Regions from separate parts of the Mus musculus genome. Here regions 2, 3 and 4 are each linked to region 1. A link is a contact called in public HiChIP or PLAC-seq and promoter capture Hi-C data. All regions are on one chromosome and are shown on one strand. Each heading gives the region's core, a stretch centred on a gene start, on an enhancer-like site or on the middle of the called end of the contact. The rest is flanking DNA. Distances are from core to core; before and after follow the strand shown.

Region 1 (2,700 bases), core at 103-2,602:
GGTGGTTCTCAAAATGATCTTTGAGATAGATGAGAGAGTCAGATTGTTAGGAAAAGGAGGAAGGGAAAGACCAGACAAATGAGAAGGAGAGAAAGACTCTAAAGGAACAGCCTGAGCTGGGTGCTTATTCCCCAGGGTCATGTGAACAGCAAGAACCCTCAAGAGGTCCTTGAAACAGCTGGCATCAGAAGGTTGCCAGAAAGTTAAGACTCTAGCCCTAAACTTGTTCAGAATTGTGGGAAGCTATGGGCTGAGAGGTCTACAACCCTGCCATGGGCCAGCCACCTCAGCCATGCAGCCAGGCCGCTTCTCCGTTGGCAGAACTCTCTCTCCGCTTCTTCTGTGGCCCTGACTATTACCATCTGACTGTTATTTTGCCATTTGATGTGGGTAACAGTGAGAGTGACAAAGAAAGCAGCCCCCAGAAGTCAGTTTACTTCTCTTTGGTCACAATGTGCACCAGAGCCGTCACCAGGACATGACTGTAGTCTGACCTCCTGTAAGATACTCTGGTTCTACTGTGGAGCTGGTTGCTTGCTTGGAAAGGTGCTTCAGTCTGACAGGAGTTTTCTCTTCGACTTGCTTATCTACCTCAGCACCACCTCCCAAAGCACCTCAGCTCACTGTCAAAACAAGTCAGACAGGAAAAGATCCACATTCTGTCTGGAATCTCAGGTCAGGGGTTATGGGAGAATTTGTTTCTTACTGAACTGCTATTCAAAGGTCACCAGCCCTAAGGCTTTTGGAGTAAGAGAGACCTATTAAAAAGCTTAGCTTCACAGGTAGGCCCCGTGGCAAAGTTCAGTCACAAATCTACCCCACTGAAAAGGGCTCATTGTTCACCATGAACTCAGAGCATGGCACCCCACTTTTTAAAGACAGAGAGAAAGTACAGACAAGCACATTTTTACATGTCAAGAACCAAGTCCACTAATCACACAAGTACCCACCTTACAGGGCAAAGAAAGCATGCCGGTGCAACCCACAAGGCCCAATCACTATGCAGTCCCCACATCCTATGAAGAGCCAAAGCTTTCCTGAATGGTTGTGTTTTTATTTTTCAAAACAACCGTGTTTCCAAAAGAAGAGAGAGAGAGAATTTGTTCTAAGAGGACCTGGGGCCTCCTACCCAGAAACTGGTCTGCGCTGTCTCTGCTACCCTAGAGGGTGACTTAGTTCTGTTCTTGGGGAGGACACAAGACAGCCTGTTATAGCTTACACAGCCAGTGTGCAATGGTAGGCCTAGGAAGTACTGACTCATACCAAAATGAACTGACTTTGGGGCTGGCCCTTTAAAACTGAAGCATCCTACTTGGTAACTCCTCCTCCAAGGAGGTTCCTTATTAAATGAGAGCTGCTGGCTAAGCGCCGCTGCATTACCGGACCATTACTTTCAACTGCACGTTCCTCCCTGGAGAAGCTGCAGCCTGTCAGCATGGCTCAGGAGTTTGTGAACTGCAAGATCCAGTCTGGGAAGGTGGTCGTGTTCATCAAGCCCACCTGCCCCTACTGCAGAAAGACCCAAGAAATCCTCAGTCAACTGCCTTTCAAACAAGGTCTTCTGGAGTTTGTGGACATCACAGCCACTAACAACACCAGTGCGATTCAAGATTATTTACAACAGCTCACCGGAGCGAGAACAGTGAGTGTGTTTAAATGCTAAGGAAGCGCTGGGGTGTTGCTGTTTCCTTTCCAGAGCTTTGTAGACAGCTAGCTGTGCCTTTTCTAGGATGCCGTTGCCTGGGCTCTGTCCTTCAAAGCAGCCAGAGGACTTTGCAGGGTGTGGGGGAGGGACTCAAGGGAAGACACTGCTCAAATGAGTGGGCAGCAGGACTGCCTGGGAGGACCAGAAGGCAGAACGCTGGTTGGTGTGTGGATAGTGGGCCTGACAGCTGGGCTGGCGGCAGTTAAGTGTTTATCTGAAGGCTTTGTTTTAAGCACTATTTTGAACTGGCAGTGTTCTTCTGGCAAGGCAGGAGGCAGCTTCGAGGCTGGATGTGATCTCTAGCTTTTATGTTATGGATGGGGGCCATAGGCACTCTCTTCCCCCTGTTAGCATGTAGTGGGGTCTGCGGCCCTTCCTTTTCTTTGCACTAGGCTTTCTTTCTTTATCACCTAGTTTGTCCATTCTTACCTAGCCCCACCCACTAGAAAAGTAAATCCTGGACTCCATTTTTGCCTGTGCTGCCTTAATTGTAGGATATTTTCAGGTCTGGTTATCATGATAACTTACTGTATGATCTGATGGATTCTTGCCTTGGAGATCCATCCTCAGTGACGCAGGCTGCAAGATTAGAGGGAGCGCTTCAAAGTCCTGTTCCACAAATCCATATGCAGCTCTCTAAGAACACCTTCCTCCTCAGAAAAGGCTTTCTTTGTGCCTGGGCTGCTGCTGGAATGCCCAGCTCAACAGACTCCAGTGCTGGAAAGTGAGCTTGTTGTACAGTTAACTGGAGTGTTGGGGACAAAGCCGAGGCAGCCCCAACAAGCCAAGAACCTTGGCCACCTGCCTCCAATACCAACTAAAGTGACGCGTGACAGTGAAAAGCAGAGGAAAGAAACTTCCTCAGTGAGGCTTCATTGGGAAGCTGAAAAAATACAGATGTCCATGGATGCCCAAGTCCATAAAATGTATGGTGTGTGTGTCTGTGTACCCTTGTTTACACAACAGCCCAGTGGTTAATGTTGGATGACTTATTT
Region 2 (2,700 bases), core at 3-2,502, 1.1 Mb before region 1:
GGGAGCATTATTTTTCAAATGCTAAAAAAATTTAGTGCAAACCAAAAATACTAATGAGATTTACAGGCACTGTATATATAAAGTGCAAAGGTTTGTAAAGGCTTTCTGGGATTTTTGGTGTTTTAAGAAACTATCAAATATATTTCTTACAAATATAAAGCTTCCTTCTCCCATCTAAGGGCAATTAAAAATCTTTGAAGTTTATCAATACTCAATACAGAACACAGGTGAAGCAGACAAATTCATTTTCGTTCTGGAAAAGAATAACAACTCAGTGTTTAAGATGTCAAAAGACATAACAAATACCACTGTCCAGAAACCACCCAGAAAAAACTGTCATCAAAGCCTTTGTTCTTCAAAAGTCACCATCCACCAGCTGAAGAATTTCTATTCAGATACCCTTAAAATAAAAGGAAATATGAGTGAGTAGGTTGTTAATAGAAGGTCATCAGTTACTCTGAGAAATGTGGAGCAGCTCTTGTTGGTGTGCTAACTGCGCTATAGGAAATGAAATGGATCCTGGCAAGAGAGCTGGGCCATTTAACCCATAGTTTAAAACCAAACCAAACCAAACCAAAACAAAACAACAGAAACAAAAAACCAAAATACCTTACTTTACAGTTTCATTTAATATATGTATGCCACAGTATGCATGTGGACTTCAGAGGGCAACTTCCATGAATCTACCATGTGCATCCCTCACCATGCCAACCCCATTTCTTATTTTCTTTTCTGTTGTTGTTGTTGTTGTTCTTTTTATTTGTTTTCTTTAAGGCTTTGTTGAGCATGCAGTTTCATTTTATGATTTTTAGGAAGATCAGAACCCACCTATTGAAGAATAGGTCAGAATCCATTATTGTTCTTTCAGAATTAAGAAAAAAACAAAACAAAAACAGAAGGTTAAACAGCCTTTATTCCCAAACTGTGATTTCTACCACTCACCATGCATTGTATTTCAGATAGCAATTACTGCCATTTTGCTACAAATACATTGCAAGAAAAGTCTGTATAATTTCAAAGATTGAACTAGCTTGTGGTGTATGATTTTCATTCAAAGTCTGAGTTCTTTAAAGAGTTTTGTGGTTTTTGGTTTTGTTTTGTTTTTTTCAAGGACAAGTTTTTCTGTGTAGCCCTGGCTGTCCTGGAACTCGCTCTGTAGACAGGCTGGCCTTGAACTTTGTGAGCTCTGCCTTCCTCTGCCTTTGATAGGATCAAAGCCACCACCACTGCCAGGCCATTTTAAGAGTAATTTAATCAATGATTAACAAGAAAAGTTCTAGTAGCACAATAAGCCCTTTAGTGCTTGTTGGGGAATGGAATACTTTGAACTTCGCAAGCTATGGGTCCTAAGAACAGGAACAGGTGTGGAATACTCAGAGAGAAACTTGCCTCTCGCGCCCCACGGTGCCAGCTGCTAGAAGGCAGTTATTGCTATTTACAGTGGAAACTCAACTTACCAAATTCATTAACTGTGTCTTGCATCTTCTTTAGCCTTTGGCTTGGACACTTCCTCTGTCTTCTAAGGGGGAAGCAAAGCTATAGTGAGTGCTTTTATTTCTAAATCAACACTGCACAATAACTCACCAGGAAACAGAAGGAGAAAATGAACTCCTGGATAAGGACCAAACAGAAGGCAGAGAGGGTGGCCTGGTCTATATTCTTCATTTGACACAAACATGCTCTGTTCTTTCCTTAGTTTTTAAGTTATAAGATGTAAATAGTCTTAATCCTAAATTTCTCACTTTAAACATGTTTTTAATGGACCCTATAAAATTTTTGCCTGGGGCCAGCCCCGGTGGGGGGTGGGTGGGTGGGGTCTTCTTTCTTGTAGATTCTTGAAGCAGCAGAGGGGGAAGAGCATCGTTGGAGGATAAGACTTTGTCCTACAAGATATTTAGGGTTGCTGTATAATAATAATAAGTTTACTTATCTAAGTCTGTTATCTTGCTACTGTAGTTGACCTGCCTGTGGTGATCCTCTGAGGCCAAAAACTGCAGTTTTTGGCACTTAGCACATCTTCCTCAAACAGCAACGGATTAAGTAAATAGCCTTTGTACTATCTCAGCAGGAGCTGCTGGGCTCTCACTTTCAGCCTGCTAGTTGGAAGTCACAGGAAGAAAAAATGGACACTTAGAAAAGTGATTATAGCATTTATTACTAAGTTGTAAAAAGTTTCCTATGAAACTTTTAAAGCTTTTATGAAGCTAACTGAGGGGAAAAGCAGAAAGATCCTATGTGGTGAAGGGGAAAAATTCTCTAAAAGGGGAAAGGGGGCAAAAATTCTAGTAAGGAAAAAGATTCTTCCAGGAGGGGAAAAGGAAAAAAATCTCCTCTCTTCTCTATGTCTTCAGTACTTATAATGCTTTCAGAATACATGATCGCATGTTACAAAGTTCATCATAAGTTCACACACAAAAAAATCAAATCATAAATTGCAATAGTTTACAACAGAGGATGTTTACATGCATATCCATTAGGAGAAATTATCTGGCTAAACATCCATCACCTGTCTCAGCTCCACAGGTTCACTGAAGGTTTAAAACCATAACTAAGGTATTAGTGAAGTATAGATAAACCCAGTCAATATTTTCTCTCCTGTCTTAGCACCTATAATAAATCGTTAGTTCCCTTTTTATGACCCTTGGTTAATTGTTTATAACCTCTAGGAATGTGCTTTGAGTAGGAGAAAGTCTTGTTACT
Region 3 (2,700 bases), core at 144-2,643, 1.2 Mb before region 1:
AATCCTGAACTTTCTAGCCCAGACATTTTGTCCTGTGTCTTTCCTTTCTTCTCTGTGTACATGCCCTTTCTCTTTCAATTCCCCCTCACCAATCTCCTCCCGAAGGTGACTTCCCTGTCCTAGGGCAATTGTGCGCAGAGCAGTTTCCCAATAATCCAGCATTTTAATACACTCCAATCTAGTTTGATAGCGAAGAAATAACCTATGAGTCAAGATATCAAATAATAAAATGAAAAAGACAAGGTAACTAAAATGGTTGGATCACATAGGAAGGGCAGCTGGGAGAAGGACAGACCAACCTCTGGGCTTAGAGGGAGGATAGGCCAGTCAGGCATACCTTGTAATGGGTAGGAGCTGAGGAATGTCAGGGAGAACCTGAGAACCAGGTTTGTTTTCAATTGTTAAATAGCACCTCAGCCCTTTGTCCTAGTGTTTGAGACTTAGCACTAGAAAAAATGAGAAAGTTGAAATGATTTAATTTTAATTCCCAAAATCATTTTAAATGTTTAAAGAGGCTTTATGGTTGGGTATTGTTCAGGGTCTAGACATATGTATTAGAGGACACCAAATATTATCCATACCTTTCTCTCAGGTTGTGCATTTTCAGACAAAAAAGCAACAGTCTGTGTTATAAGCAGCCACAGCAGGTTGTCCAGATCTTGGGTGTTGTTTTAGAAGGGTAATATAAACCCCAATTGTTTCCATTTTGAGGACCAGGCCTGAGTCCACGCTGGAAGATACCAACTACAAGAACAGACCATAAGTCTCAGAAACTAGGTATTCAGACACCAGCTCTAGAAGCAGACCATAAAATCCAGCACAAGATCATAAAACCCTCTCCCGAAGTACAGCCTGGGGATAACCACAAAAACGGAGAAATGTCTTATCTCAGAATGGGCCATCTGTAGCCCTATTTCATCACATGGTTCAATGTTCATGACATAGGAATGCAGGCCGCTGACCCGCTAGAGCCCACCAATGCAATTTTAGATTACCTAATCTTCCTAGAGAGTCTCCTGGTTTATGTGGGGTCCTCATTCTAGAGAATGATTAAGTCCTTGAGTCCTTAAATCCTTGAATGCTATTGTGTTTTTCAGAATAAACATTCTTTGGTTTTGCATACTAAGTCTGGGGCCTTCCTTCAGAGATTTTGCAGACCATTACATTTAGTGCATTGGCAGGGAATCGAAGGGGTCCCTCTTGACTTGATAGTAGAGAGGGTTGTTATTGTTGTTGAGAGCAATGGACTCTCCTAGCAATGGGCAAGTCAGGGTGTGTCTGAGTTTGCTGTGTGTATCTTGACTTTGTCAAGTTCTGAGTAGCCTTTTGTCTTGCTCTCTGTGGGGTGATTTCTTTTGTCTTCACAACCTGAAGGCCAAAGGAGGTAGGGCAGTCAAGCTGGTAACTTCCTCCTGGCCTTGGGGATGAGAGGTGCTCTCCAGCTCCCTTCAGATGCAGTTGCAGAGAGCTCCATTCTGACACAGGTTCTGATGGAAGCTATCAGGTTCTTCCCAGCTGGGAGAGCCCGCTCCAGGGATAGGCTGCCTTCTTGTCTCTGGACTCCTTTCTGTTGGAGTCAGAGAACACCAGTGCAAACACAGGCCGGTTTTTTCCTGGAAAGAATGGCCTGCTTTTAAAGTGGGTTGGCCGGAAGCACACACTTTCCACCTTCCTACTATCTACTTGGTTCAAAGTATTGTGTATGTAAATCCTGGGCACCCTGACCAGGTTCCAAACAACATGGTCTGGCAGTATCTGGTGGAGAGCCCCATAAGTAGCTAAAGCCTTTCCTACCACCTATCCCAATGACCTTACAGTACAAATTGATGGAGCTCTCAAAGAATCTTAAGCCAGCAGTCCAATTCCCTCCAGCTCTGGAGGAAAATTCCTTCCTGGCGCCTTATCATTCTATCCTGGTTCACACCCATCCCTTGTAAATGGCAGATGCTGGTCCAGGCCCTGGGGAAGAGGTTTACATCATTCTAGCCCTCTTCACACAGGTGCCCGCACTACAAGATAGACAGATTCTACCACAATGGCACTGCCCTTTTGAGCAACTGTCCCTCCCACGCCCACCATTTTGGATAGGCAAGGGAAGACAGTACAGGGCACACATCCCCTTTTCCACTACTGATCTATACAAGTGGAATGTGCAGAATCCCAAGTTCAGAGAAACCTGCTACCCTCATAGACATATATTAGACTCTGAACTACATATTGTTTTGTTTTGTTTTTTTGAGACAGGGTTTCTCTGTGTAGCCCTGGCTGTCCTGGAACTCACTCTGTAGACCAGGCTGGCCTCGAACTCTGAAATCCTCCTGCCTCTGCCTCCCAAGTGCTTTGATTAAAGGCGTGCGCCACTCTGAATTACTTTTAAAGAGTTTACTACTCATAGAGCAGAAAATGTTGTTCATAGTGAACACTGTCCTTACTCATATAAGGATAATGAGTATGCGCTTTTAAATATTATATATATATGTACATATACATACATATACGTATAACTATACTGACATAAACAGTTTAATAATTTAAAAAATATTCATAACCACTAAAGTCTTATTTAAAAACAGTATAATAATTTAAAGATCCAGCATGGAGCTTCTTCCCTATTTCTAAATTAAAATGCAACTACCTTCATGCCTATAGATACACTTAAAGTGATCACAGCAAAACTTTTAAAATGATACTAATTCTTTA
Region 4 (2,700 bases), core at 5-2,504, 1.4 Mb before region 1:
CCTAATCCTAATGTTTTGAGCTGATTCAGCCCTGATACTGATGTTATTCAGAGTTCACCGCCTGTTTTAGCAAGTGAGGAGCATCACAAAGGACCGCACAATTGGCCACATCTGGTTACATCTGGCTGAGGCTTCCCATACAGCCCCAGAGAGGACACACCACCTCAGCTCCCACTGCTCAGCCACCTGCCCCTACCCATTATAGACAGTAACCATGCGCTTACCATGTTTCAAAAACGGAGCTTACTTGAGGTCCACTCACAGCACCCAACAGCAGCGCTCAAAGCAAGACACAGAGACGGTTCAATCCTGTAGAGCAAAAACAAACTTCCAGCAAGGCATCCGGAAGACCCCGCCTCATTGTCTGACTGGCAGTTCGCCCTGGAATCCTTGATTGGCCAGCGAGTCTTACCCCGCCTCTAGATTAAAGTGTGCTTCCTGTCCCGGTCCAGTCCTTTTACAGATCTCGGGAGTGGTTTGCATTCGGGTGGCATTTGTGCCTATCCTCCTAGAGCCTCCTCTATCTGTGGTCCCAGGCCGACTTTGAGGAGGATCCACCATTGCAGCTCCGGCTGTTCATCCGCCTGCTCCTCCCCTTTGTGGGCAGTGATCTCGCACTCACCATGTCTCAACTTCGGAGCTCGCTTAAGGTCCCCAATGGCACCCAACAGCATTACTCAAAGCAGGACGGAAAGGACTATTCACTCCTGCATTCCAAAACGAACGTGCAGCAAGCCACCCGGAAGAACCCTCCTCATTGTCTGACTGGCAGATCCGCCTGGGGCCCTAGATTGCCCAATGAGTCTTACCCCTCCTCAAGGTTAAATAGAGCTTCCAGTCTTGGGTCAGACCTTTTCCAGATCTCTGGTCTGACTTGCTCTCCATTAGCATTTGTGTCTATCCTCCGAGCGGTGGGAGTGGAGACAGCATTTCAGCTCAGGCTGTTCAGCCGCCTGCTCCTTCCCGTTGTAGCAGTGGTCCTGCACTCACCATGACCTACTTCCTGGCTTGCTTGAGCTTTCCTCACAGCACTTCCCCTTCTTCCTGAAATCAAGGTCGCTAGCCTTTTACTAAACTGGGAGTGGAGTTATCAATCTGGCTCACCAGTGGAAGGATGCCCAGGATAATAACACTAAAGAGGATTTTAGGATACAAGAGTTTTGTTTTGTAGCTTGATGCTGGACCAGGGGAAATGCAGGTCCTTTTCACCAAAGAGGTATGAAACAACCTTGGGAGAAAACCAGGAAAGAGATGACAAACAGTGTAGAGCACTGTTGTTAGCCAGCGCATCTTCCTCAGTGGCAGGGTGGAGACAAACCACAGTTGTATTAGTACAGATAATCGTACCTCATCTCATAGGACGAATTTCTTTATGTATGTAGAAAGGGGATTAATAGAATGTCTCACAGACAGTGGTCCTCCTAGTCCAATAATGGCTTAGCACATTCATTGCCAAGGGAAAGAAGAAAAATCAAGGACTTGTTGAGTTCACATTGCTTGATATCTCAGCGGATCTTGAGAACTTACCAGAATTCTGAAGAAATACGTACTTACTAATGCCAGTTTAAAAACAAAACAAAATGAATGAATGAACAAACAAAACACCTTGCTAAAAAATGTAGGGAAAGAAGTAGACAATTTGAAAGAACTTCCCTGTTTAAGGTCCTTTATGTATGTAGGTTTCAGAAAGAATGTGTAGCCTGGATTAAAGGTGGATCTTAAACTCTCAAAAGACCAAGATATAGCAAGGGTTTCTCACTTCAAAAGGAATAATTAAGAAAACTCCCTTACAGGATGCAGGGTTAGAGTTAGGGGATTAGAGGGTTAGGATTAAGATAAAGAGTGTTTAGATTAGGGTTAGTGTGGTTAGGGTTACAGGTTTAGGGTTAGGCTCAGGGTTAGCACAAAGATTTTGCTGTGCTATGTGAAATCAGCTCCTGTCTCTTCTCTCATCTGCCTTCCCAGTCCTCTTTTTCATACTATCAGCATCTTCCTTCCTGCCCCAAAGAAAGTCATAAGGGGGCTATGCAAGAACCCGGAATTCCCTGATGGGAAATAGGTTTACTTTACTCAGGGGCCCAGTTCTCATACAACAGAAAACCACTATTTCTTCAGTTGTTGTTTTAAATTTCACCTAGGGAATCCTCTTAAAATGTAAGCAATCATGGGGCTTGGTGTCTTTTTTTGATAATGATATAAAGCATAGACCATTTAATTTTACCAGGTCTTTAGGTAATATAACCACATGGTTCAAGATCAAATGGTAGGCACCATTATTCTTGATGGTCCCACCGAGTCAATAGTATCCCTATTACACAAAGAAGAAATATCAGACTTACAAAGTATTCGTTTTGCATCTTAATGTTTTGTTTTGTTCTGATTCTAGTAACTTCTACCTTACAGATTTAATGGCTCCTCAAAAGAACCTAAAAGTTTTCCCATCCACATACCTCCAAAAGTGGCATACTAACAAAGGATACAATGACTTTGATATTCACAGATCCCAACAGACAAGTATAAGTTACTAAGTGCTAGTAAGGCATTTTTTTAAGATTTTTTTTTAATGTCCATGAATATACACTGTAGCTGTCCTCAGATACACCAGAAGAAGGCGTTGGATTCCATTATAGATGGTTGCAAGCCACCATGTGCTTACTGGGAATTGAACTGAGGTCCTCTGGAAGAGCAGTGCATGCTCTT

Evidence for each region. Promoter capture Hi-C pulls out the DNA fragments that hold promoters and counts their contacts. HiChIP or PLAC-seq counts read pairs in DNA pulled down with a chosen protein or histone mark.
Region 2: a contact with region 1 is called in a promoter capture Hi-C map of liver, with 8 times the contacts expected there. The contact joins the enhancer-like site here to the promoter of Glrx in region 1. A contact is called at or near these places in 4 of 39 promoter capture datasets (cranial neural crest, embryonic stem cells and liver) and 2 of 115 datasets of contacts at active chromatin or transcription factors (acute myeloid leukemia and embryonic stem cells).
Region 3: an H3K27ac HiChIP or PLAC-seq map of embryonic stem cells shows a contact between it and region 1, with 4 times the contacts expected there. The contact joins the enhancer-like site here to the promoter of Glrx in region 1. A contact is called at or near these places in 1 of 39 promoter capture datasets (hippocampal neurons) and 3 of 115 datasets of contacts at active chromatin or transcription factors (astrocytes, embryonic stem cells and large pre-B cells).
Region 4: a promoter capture Hi-C map of hippocampal neurons shows a contact between it and region 1, with 10 times the contacts expected there. The contact joins the promoter of E430024I08Rik here to the promoter of Glrx in region 1. A contact is called at or near these places in 2 of 39 promoter capture datasets (hippocampal neurons and pre-B cells).

The regions. Positions count from the first base shown.
Region 1 is chr13:75,838,534-75,841,233 of GRCm38.p6, forward strand. It overlaps Glrx (glutaredoxin), which reads left to right and starts at 1,353. Exons shown (of 3, transcript NM_053108.4): 1 at 1,353-1,642. The coding sequence starts at 1,436. Gm41005 (a long non-coding RNA gene) reads right to left here and starts at 2,535. Exons shown (of 2, transcript XR_873685.2): 1 at 2,234-2,535.
Region 2 is chr13:74,694,434-74,697,133 of GRCm38.p6, forward strand. Cast (calpastatin) reads right to left here. Exons shown (of 31, transcript NM_009817.4): 30 at 1,458-1,519; 31 at 1-400. The coding sequence ends at 1,466. Among named protein-coding and RNA genes, the nearest start is that of Erap1, 56 kb to the left of the region's middle. Within about 2 kb of position 1,253, at least 5 of the 459 cell types and tissues checked have an H3K27ac peak or open chromatin away from gene starts, as enhancers often do. A contact at or near this core is called in liver, where this site is marked.
Region 3 is chr13:74,600,583-74,603,282 of GRCm38.p6, forward strand. No RefSeq gene overlaps it. Among named protein-coding and RNA genes, the nearest start is that of Gm46430, 15 kb to the right of the region's middle. Within about 2 kb of position 1,394, at least 6 of the 459 cell types and tissues checked have an H3K27ac peak or open chromatin away from gene starts, as enhancers often do. A contact at or near this core is called in embryonic stem cells, where this site is marked.
Region 4 is chr13:74,462,358-74,465,057 of GRCm38.p6, forward strand. It overlaps E430024I08Rik (a long non-coding RNA gene), which reads right to left and starts at 1,255. Exons shown (of 8, transcript XR_003950546.1): 1 at 852-1,255; 2 at 225-309.